Linked DNA regions of Gossypium arboreum: region 2 is linked to region 1. The links are chromatin contacts, called in public Hi-C maps. All regions are on one chromosome and are shown on one strand. Each heading gives the region's core, a stretch centred on a gene start, on an enhancer-like site or on the middle of the called end of the contact. The rest is flanking DNA. Distances are from core to core; before and after follow the strand shown. Region 1 holds the start of LOC108473382 (probable ubiquitin-conjugating enzyme E2 37). Region 2 holds the start of LOC108473884 (probable ribose-5-phosphate isomerase 3, chloroplastic).

Region 1 (5,536 bases), core at 2,294-4,793:
TCATACTTAAATTTGACATACGAACATCTCTTGCAACACATAACCAGCTTTTTTCTTTCCAAAGGACGCCTAATATCAATCTGTACCCTTACTCTCATGAAATTGGGGTTTTCTTTCCCCATATTTGATCCATCATATTCTAAAAAAAAACCTATAAAATTATCCAGTTGTATTGCTAAATTTTCAAAAAACAGCCCAATTGGGACATCGTGAATTTGTACCCAGAAAGGAGTAGAAATTAATAGTACTCTTAATGGATCCTCCTCGCTTTTCAATTTGTAAAACAACTATAAATGATTGTTAAAAGTCCATGGTGAACCCTTCAAAACCCTCTCCATATCCATATTGTGAAAAAACTGAATCAGGTATCCTTTTTTCCCCAGATCTCAAATTTAAACCCCATGAACAAGATGCCATAGGTTTGCCATAGTACTTTTTATGGCTGGAAAGTGAATTATATTGGCTGTTAAGAAACATCCCACTAGTTGAAACTCCCCCACTCCTCCTTCTGTACTCGGATCTACCTGTATCTACAAAATTTCTTCTCCTTCTTCTTCCTCATCAATTGTCAATTGTGCTAATTCGGCTTCCATGAATACAAGTTTGAAGACCAAAAACGAGATCAATACTTTCCAAATCATAGAAGTAAAATAGCCTTAAACGTGCCAACTGCAGCTAAGAAACAAAAAGCGACAAAAACTAAACAAAAAAAAAAAACAAAAAAACCCCTAAAAACTCATGCAAGAGGCGGCAGACAATAGCATGTTAGGGTAGCATACTCTTAGATGGGTTTAATATATTTATAATTACGTAAAGGTTTGGCCAAAAAGCGTCAGCTCTGCATGCTAAATTTGTTTCTAACCAAGATTCTGCGCATTGAATTTGGTAATATAAACACAACGAGTAGATCAGTGTGTTTCCTTTAAGCAGTTTTTAGTTCCTGTTTTCTCAACCGTACACTGAGGGAAAGCATTGAGTCAAGAACAAGAGAGAAACGATGGGCGAGGAGCAGCAAAATCAGAGCGATGTGATTCCTAGAGTGAAACTGGGAACTCAAGGGCTTGAGGTAAGACTCCTTCTGTGTGAATTCTCTCAAGACTGAGGTGTTATTTATGAGTGGAGTACAGCTATGTTTATTAACTGACACCTGAGACATGAATCAGAAAACTTCTAAAATTGAGATGCTGGATCCCCTTGTCTATGATCTATTCAAGTTCTTGTTCAGTTAAACCAATTGCTTGTTCAAAACAGTATCTTCCTGTCTCATTTTTGTTGTAAATTCTATTATTTTGTAGGTTTCCAAGTTAGGGTTTGGATGTATGGGGCTTACAGGAATATACAATGATCCTGTCACTGAAGATGTTGACATCTCCATCATCAGGCAAGCAATCGACATAGGAATCACTTTCTTTGATACATCAGATATCTATGGACCCAAAAGAAATGAGTTATTGGTTGGAAAGGTAGCATGTTTGCAACAGTTCCAGCAGAGTTTTACTGTTTAGGCTTTGGAGTTTAACTGAAACAAAATTATTGACATGATTTCATAAGTATTTACCCTTAAAAACCACTCTTTTCTCAGGCATTGAAGCAATTACCACGAGAGAATGTACAATTAGCCACAGAATTTGATATTGTCAAGATGGATCCTGCAGCTGGTATTGTAATAAATGGTACCCCTGAATATGTCCGCGCCTCGATCCAGGCTAGCCTGAAGCGCCTTGATGTCGATTACATTGATCTCTACTACCAGCACAGGGTCGACATAAAACACCAATAGAGGATACTGTAAGTGCTCCATTATAAAACATCCTTTATTTTTCTTGGTTAAAATGCTTAATGTGCGGTGGAAATATGATGTTAAGCTGCTTTTCTTAATTCAATCTTAGATGGGGGAACTGAAGAAGCTGGTAGAAGAGGGGAAGATAAAGTACATTGGTTTATCTGGAGCTAGCCCTGAAACTATAAGAAGGGCACATGTTGTTCATCCCGTCTCTGCCATAAAAATGAAGTGGCCGCTTTGGACTCGCGATAGCAAGGACGAAATAATCCCCCTCTGCAGGTCTCCTCAAAAACCCAACACTGGTTTCATAGAAAAATAGTATACTGAATCATTAAAAGTATAAGTTGCCAAAGTATAAGTTGCCAGGAATTTGAACTTTGGTTTTTGTTGTTCTACTTCTATCCTATCTCTTATTGTAGTGAAGGTGAACTATATCCTCTGTTACATGTTATTTAGATTTTGTTTTTCCTTTTACTTCTCAAATTCAAGCAAAAGGAATGCTTAATTAGTTTAATGTGTCCCAATATGCAGGGAACTTGGGATTGGGATAGTTCCATATAGCCCGCTCGGTCGTGGTTTCTTCGGTGGCAGGACTGTTGCGGAAACTGTGCCAGCAATTAGTTTTCGGGTATGGAAAGAAGTTCTTTATCGATTGTTTCTTTTGGCCAGTCAAGTTCTTTTTGGCTTTAATCTATACTCAATTGTGCATAGAAACAATCCTTCTAATTAGTACCCTTTTTTTTACTGATGGACTTCTTTAAAGACATTTCACCCGAGATTTCAAGGAGAAAACTTTGACAGTAACACAAATTTGTATTTGCAGATGGAGAACTTGGCTCAAAAGTATGGAGGCACCCCCGCACAGCTATCACTTGCTTGGGTTCTTCATCAAGGGGATGATGTAGCACCCATTCCTGGTGAGTCACATTCTTTGTTTTCGGCATCCAATTTATTCTTTTGATATTAGACAATACAGATCATTCAACAACATTCTAAGCAGAATTGAACACAATTCCCTGGACATACTGTACAAACACATATCGTAAATGAGCCTTGTTTTGTCTGATGTTGCAAACAGAAGGAAAACGGGGAAATACTAGGTTGGCTGTTCGAGAAAAGCTGTACAAATCCAGCATTCTGGTATAGTGAGATTAATTACTGATTGATAAATTTGCACATACATTTTGTTTAATTGTGAAATAGTTTGTTGCTGGTTTTGAATAATGCAGAAAGCAAAAGAAATTCTTCAGTTTAAGATGATGAAAACTGGATTAGCCAATAAGATAGAGGAGAAAAGAGTGACGGTTGAATCTTTGATGGCTACCAAAAGAGATGCTGCAGAGAGTGTGGCAAGCTTAGAGCGTTTGAAGATGAGAAGGAAGAAGCTAACGAAAAAGCTGAAAAGAAGAATCAAAGACTTCCAGAAATTGCAGACATTGGAGGTTGAGCTGACATCGGAGATGAGTTCCCCTTGAAATAGATATAATGAATAATTTAATTTCAGTGTTGAGATAGGTATGCATAAGGCCACGTTTAAACATTATGCCGATACTTTTGGGTGGACATTTTAATAAGCGCTGGAATAGACTTGTTGATATATGTTACGGCGACTCTTTGTATAAGAGTTAAAAAAACCTAAGTCAACTCTTTTTGAATTACACTGCCTCTTTTTTAAATTGTTTAAATTTATACATTTAAGTAACCTTTTTTAGTATTTGCAAAATCTAATCATATCTCGATTTTTAAGAAAAGTTGGAAAATATACTTATTAATTCTTTATTCTTTTTAATTACCTTTAATTTTTAGGTTTACCATTCTACCTCCTGTCTCCTCTCCCTATTTCCAAATCAGTTTCAAAACAAAATTCCGTAAGTGCACTACTGTGTTTGTATATAATTTTCGAAAAGGTTTGGCCGCTCGCTAAAAAATCAGAAGCCCCCAATATTTCATTTTTAAAGCGCAAAAAACAAAAAGTCAAACCAGAAGAAGAAGTAAATGGCACAAGCAGCAAGGCTAAAGCTGAGAATGCAAAAGGAGCTGAAGCTCCTTCTCGTCGATCCTCCTCATGGAGCTTCCTTTCCTACCCTCTCTTCACGACATGATATTAATCCACGCCCGTATGTTCATTCTCCCTCTCGCTTTCGCTTCACCCAGAAAATGGATTCAAAATCATTCTTTTTTGTTAATATCCAAAATCTAGATGTTGTTTAACCGAAATAGGTCCTGAAGAAATTTTTTATAGCAAAGGGATCTTCAAGATTAAGATTCAGATACCTGAAAGGTATATCTAAGTTGCATAATGAATTTCAATTTTTCTTTCGCATTTTCTTTTATTAAAAGGAGGTTATTGGGTGTTTTTTTTTTTTGCCTTAAAGGTATCCGCTTCAGCTTCCGATTGTGACTTTTGCGACGCCAATTTATCGCCCGGACATCGACAATGGAGGTGGAATTTGCCTTGACATTCTCTATATTATTTTGTTTCTTTTATTATTTTTTTGGAGGGGGTTTTTGATTCATACCCACCTCAGATTTTCTAAAGATTTACAGTAAAGGTTAGTCCTTTCTCAGATCCATTGATGTTTTGACAACTTCTGTTGGTTTCCCTCTATTCTGGAGATTGTTTATTTAAGCATTCATCGATGTTAATATTTGATGCAATTTTAGGCAAAAAGGAATCTATATTTCTTGTTTCTTCATTGTCTTTATTCTATCGTATGCTATTGATTGTTTGGAAATTTGAATCTGTTAAATGTTTTCATTGATTTGATGTAGCTTGTTTCTATTTTTATGCATACAAGTCTTGGAAAAACAATTTCTTAAGTTTGATTTTATTATAGCGTGAATTGATAGACAAGTATGGTAGGGGATAAACTTGACGGATGAGATCTTGACATTTGTTTAGGTTTCTAACTTTAAGACTTTAGATTTATATTCACTCACTGTTGTTGACCGTATCTGCAATATAATGGATCCTTGATCTTCATGCGAGTGGAACCAAGTTTAAGGTTATTGAACTTTCAATTTTTTACAGGGACCATTAAACATGAAGAATAGACTGTGTTTGATGTTTAAGTTTCTTTTTTAGTTGGTAAAGGACACTGAAAATTTTATGCTAAAAAGCCATGTCTGCCTCATTGATTTCTCTTTAAATGATGGTTGCCATGCCCCCTGTTTAGATGAGGACCATACTCTTCATTTCATATATCAAATACTTCAAGGAAACAAAACTTCCATTTTAGACTGCATTAGCTTTATGTAATACAATATCAATATCAATATCCATCGTCTTAGGTGTTTTTTTATTTGTTTACTTTTGTATATTGGGTTGATTACAGGCGGTATACATTTTGGCTAAATGTTAGTGTATTTTGGTTGTTGGATTGATTTTTGTAGTGAATATTTAACTTTTAATTAAAATTTAATTTTCTATTTTTAGTTGTATTTAAAACACAATTTCTATCATTATTCACTATAAATGTTTATGAAAATATATTAATATTGAAATAATAAAAATAGAAAAAAATTGCTCTGGATGTGTCTATCTCAACTTTTTTAAGCTTGTCTTAGATGAATTTATTCCAACCTTTTTAAGAGTGTATTAGACAGGTTGATCTTAACTTTTTTTAATGTTGCCTTAAACAGGTTTATTTCAACTTTTTTTTAAAGGTTGTTTTAGACGGGTCTATCTCAACCTTTTTATGGTTGCTTTATATGGGTCTATCTTAATCTTTTTTTAAAGGTTGCCTTAGACAA
Region 2 (4,927 bases), core at 2,101-4,600, 460 kb after region 1:
GTAATCATTGAGTCGGATATCTTTCAGTTCAGTTCATTCAATAACTAGAAGTTTGAACTTCCCTCCACAATGACAGAATCAAACTTGATTTGTAACCAAACTCAAACTTGAGTAACTTCCTCTACTTGCCATCCATATTTCTTTCACAAAACTAGCTTGAAGCTAACATGGCACGTTTCAAGAATATGAACAAATATCTTCCAAGACAGATGAAAGAATCTTCGGAAGAGAACAGTCTGGTCTAGTCTAGTTATTAATCAAAGGAGAGTTGAATTCCACATTCAAACATGTACAATTCCAAAACGACTGAAACAACAATTGGGTGCAACAGTTTATGCCCTCACAAATGTACCTTTTTTTCCAGAACTCAGGTGTTCTATAATTTTTTTTTCGTCAAAAGTAATTCAGTAATCAAAACTAAAAGAAGAAGAAAACAAAGTTACAAGTGTCCCAAGCCAAAAGGGTTCATCCATGTTCCATGTTCTTGATTTTCCCTTGGCAACTTTCAAGGTCAATGTTCCTCAATCTGCTTCAACCCCTTCATGTCTGTCGTTTCCACCCTACATTACAAACAAAATATCACCAGATTTAACAGTTAATATATATATATATATATATATATATATGTCTGCATATATAATGGAAGTCGCATCTCGTTACTGCAACAACAAGAGGAAATGCAATTATCAGATATATCTTGCGTTGCATATGCCATACGTATACGCTAAGCCAATCATTAGTTTGTGCAATGGTGATAAATTTATTTACGACATTAACCAGAAGTAAAAATATCTGGGAACATGCAGGAATTGAAATTATGGAACAGGTGATGGTCAAACTTGTATATACGCAATTCACTAACATAATAGCCAACAAATCCTTACGGAGGTTGATATCGCTGCTTGGAAGTGATCTAGAAACTCGCTAGTTGCTAATAAGAAGGAAAAACAGGATATGCCGTATCTTATGCTACGTCAGCTGCTTTGCTAGTTATAGGCAATGCAAACAAGCTCTGGGTTCATGTAGTTTCAGAATTTTGAAAGCTCAGGTGTGAGAAAGATAATTCAGTATAAAATAATCACTCTTATCCCTCACTAATAACCATCACTGTATGTTCAAATCGATTTGACATGTGACTAAAGCATGAGTTCATCCCTTGAACAATATGTAAATACTAAAATTTGTCAGTGGATTCTGGCAGTATAGAAAATGACATAAAATGATGCAGAGAAGGAATTTTTAAGAACTTACGTTGATCCATATAAAGCAGTCTTCTGAATTTTTGTGATTTCAGAACCCGACTGGTTGTCTTCAATAACTATTGTCAAGCTGGTAAACATAATAAAGTAATTTTAACATTAGTATGGTTAACGTGATGATCAAGACTAAACCCGGTACATTAGTGGACAAACTATAAACATACCTAAGAACATTCTGAAACTTGACACACTTTACGGCTACTGGTTTTCCCTGCAAAAGGAGAGAGAATGATTTCTTAAAATATCCTTACTTAATAGTAGTTTTCCGACAATGAAAGACTGACAAAGAAGAGCTACCTAAAGATTGTCTGGAGATAAAACAGCAGTGTCACTTGGAGGGAAGTCATTGACATTACTACATTCAAGTACAATGAAATATCATCAGTGAAATGTTAAGCCAATCCCGAGAATGTTATAATTCAAATTACCTAAACCCCATATGTTCCCTGTTCCTAAAAAGTTTCACCGTCTTTGGACCTGCAGAAGACAATCTTCATGGTAAAAAACTACAACAATCAACAACATCAAAGGTTAAATTAGTAAGGGTGGGATTTGGAAGCGGTATTCAATGAGGTTGAATTCGTGATCAGTTATTCAGATGCATAAATGTACAAATTAAAAGATACATATAAACATAATTAATAAAGATTTATTTGAAGATAATCATATACACAACTTTACCTTCCTCTTCGGATCCCTTGACGACAATGGAATGTAGTTTGACGACTTGAGTGAAAGGGATATATATGAAGAGTTGTTCATCTGCATCACTCTCTAGATTAAAACCTTCATCTTCTCTATAACCCTAAATAATCCATGACCATAAAACTTTTAATTATTTCATAATATGCAATTCCCACTAAAGCAACTTAAGACAAGATAAATGCACTGGACAATGAAGTCAACCCTAAAGTTATAAACTAAACCATGATTTTTCCAACATAAAAAAAGTACAAATGTCTGCCTAAATAATTCAATGACAATTGAAAATTAGCTAGTATTAAGGGAGTAAAAATGAAGAACAGGGAAACAAGAATCGCTTGAAGAGAGTTACCTGTGTTGGAAATTGGCCTATCATGCTGCTGTGATATTTTTTTTTGTTAAAGTGCATGCAGCACATAAAGCTGCTGTAATATCTCCGGATGAAGTACATGTAGCTTGTAAACATGCTGCAGCAAATATGCTTGCTGTAACAGCAAGATTTTCTCTTTAGTTTCATTGTAATCAAACTAGTTGAAAATGAACAAGCTGATGACAGCTTGATATGTTTAGGTGTTGAATGACTAGTTTAGGTGGCTTGTTTATGTGTACAAGCAATGTTTTCAAGTTACTAAGCTACTTAGTGGTAGTAGGGAGTATTTAATGATGCAAATGGCTATAAATGTATTGTTTTTCTTATTGAAAAAATGAGCAAAATGAGCTGAAGCCATAGCTCCCTTGCTGCACATTTGTGAGCAAGTAAAAATACTGCCTTGTTCTGTCCTGTATTTCTTCCTCTGCTTCAAAAAAAACACCAACAATCTGCTTGAGAGCATTGGACAGGGAGTGACCAGAGCTTTGGTCAAGGCATTCAACTCCAGACCAATCAATAAAGTCCAAGAGATCAGCCTAATAAACAAAAAATTTCCCAATCAAGTTAAAGATTTTAAGAATCTTTCTTGCAATTACACCAAGAAATATGTGATGAAAATTTTATATACAACATAGTAACAAACGAATCTTTTTCAATCAACCAGAAAAAAAATCCGAAAGATAATCAGTTGCCAGATTCCTTGTTTTTCCCACTAAATTTCTCAAGTTGTTTCAGAAACCAAACAAATGGTATAGAGAAAGGTAGAAACTTTATTGGAATACTCACTTGGTTTCTTGAATTGCAGTAGCTGATTCAGCAGCCGCCATGGTTTAAGAGGTTAATGAGATTGCTGATATAAAAATTGTCATGTGAAGGAAAAAGAATCACAAGGAGCGAGAATAATTGTAAAGAAAGTTAAAAGACAGACTTTTATAGTGCCCACTTTTAATGGTTAATCAAGAAGGATGTCAGACGCTGCCTTTAAAGTTCAAAGCCATGTTTTTGAGAGCTTTGCCTTGCTGATCAAACCAAAATGACAGTAATTTTTTTCAGATGGCCAAGAGATAATATTTTTAGAGAAGAAAGAAGCCTCCTTTTTGAGACAATCTTCAGTATAGATATCCAATCCAAATTCTCAAACCTCACGAGGCCCAACACCCCTCTCAAGTTCTCAAACAAACAAAATAAGTCCCCACCAACCAATAATGTAATCATCTAACCAATTAACCAACCAAATCTCAGCAGCCCCTTCTCCCTATCCTTCAATCTTTGACCTCAAGTTCTCCTAACACCAACAAACACAGATCATATATCAAAGCAAATGCAATCCAACAGCCACTGACCACAACCTTTCATCATATTTACAACCCCATTTTCAGTCTTTCATTCCATTCACCAAAAACCAATGGCTTCCTTATCCCTCAACCTCTCCTCCCTCCACCACACCTCCACCAACCCTCTTATCCTACGCTGCACCCCTCTGAACCTACGCACCCCATCCCAGAAACCATTCTCCATTAGGTCCCAAGCCGCCCCAGTGCTTTCCCAAGATGATCTTAAAAAGCTTGCAGCTGACAAAGCAGTTGAGTCAGTCAAATCAGGCATGATCCTAGGCCTAGGAACAGGATCAACAGCAGCTTTTGTGGTCGACAAAATAGGCCAACTCCTTTCCACGGGCCAACTTTCTAACATCGTAGGTATCCCAACTTCGAAAAGAACACAAGAACAAGCTGCATCACTTAACATCCCCTTATCTACCCTTGACTTGCATCCCCGTATTGACCTTGCTATTGATGGTGCTGATGAAGTTGATCCTAACCTTGACTTGGTTAAAGGCCGAGGCGGTGCACTTTTGCGTGAGAAAATGGTTGAAGCAGCTTCATCTTCCTTCATTGTAGTAGCCGATGAAAGTAAGCTAGTTTCAGGGCTTGGAGGGAGTGGTCTAGCTATGCCTGTTGAAGTTGTGCAGTTTTGCTGGAAATACAATCTAATTAGACTGCAAGGGCTGTTTAAAGAGTTAGGTTGTGAAGCAAAGTTGAGGTTAGTAGGGGATGGTAGTGAAAAGCCTTATGTCACTGATAATGGGAATTACATTGTGGATTTGTATTTCAAGAATCCAATTAAAGATGGGTTTGGAGCTGGGAAAGAGATTTCTGCCTTGGAAGGTGTAGTGGAACATGGGCTGTTTTTAGGAATGGCTACCTCTGTCATCATTGCTGGGAAAACTGGTATAGAGGCTATGACTAAGTGAATAAGTGTTGACTGGAATTTACTTTCTGTGAGGGGGTAATTTGTTAAAAAAGAAAAAAAGAAAAAAAAATTGATTCTGTGTAGAGTGATTGCAGAATGTTGAATGATTGAGGGGATTTTAGAAAGGAATTTTATTGGTTAATGAATATGTAGTTTTATGGTTATTGCTTTTTCATATTTAAGATTCCAATTTTCTGTATTTTCTTGGGTTACCTTTTGGTTAAGGGATTCAATTTTTTTTTTTTTTGAAAAAGAAGATTTAGTACATTAATAAAATGCTAATAAAGTTAGAGCCCAAAAGACCTTATTTGCATCAGGTTGTCAATATCCTCCTGCAGAAACTTTC

What was found. A called contact is a pair of places that touch in the nucleus more often than the background predicts.
Region 2: a contact with region 1 is called in a Hi-C map of leaf, with 5 times the contacts expected there. The contact joins the promoter of LOC108473884 here to the promoter of LOC108473382 in region 1. A contact is called at or near these places in 2 of 5 Hi-C or Micro-C datasets (both in leaf).

What each region holds. Positions count from the first base shown.
Region 1 is chr11:117,278,547-117,284,082 of ASM2569848v2, forward strand. LOC108473382 (probable ubiquitin-conjugating enzyme E2 37) reads left to right here and starts at 3,544. Exons shown (of 3, transcript XM_017774907.2): 1 at 3,544-3,900; 2 at 3,984-4,064; 3 at 4,159-4,518. The coding sequence starts at 3,779. The coding sequence ends at 4,333. It also overlaps the pseudogene LOC108473380.
Region 2 is chr11:117,741,166-117,746,092 of ASM2569848v2, forward strand. It overlaps LOC108473884 (probable ribose-5-phosphate isomerase 3, chloroplastic), which reads left to right and starts at 3,351. Exons shown (of 1, transcript XM_017775689.2): 1 at 3,351-4,780. The coding sequence starts at 3,737. The coding sequence ends at 4,582. It also overlaps the pseudogene LOC108473885.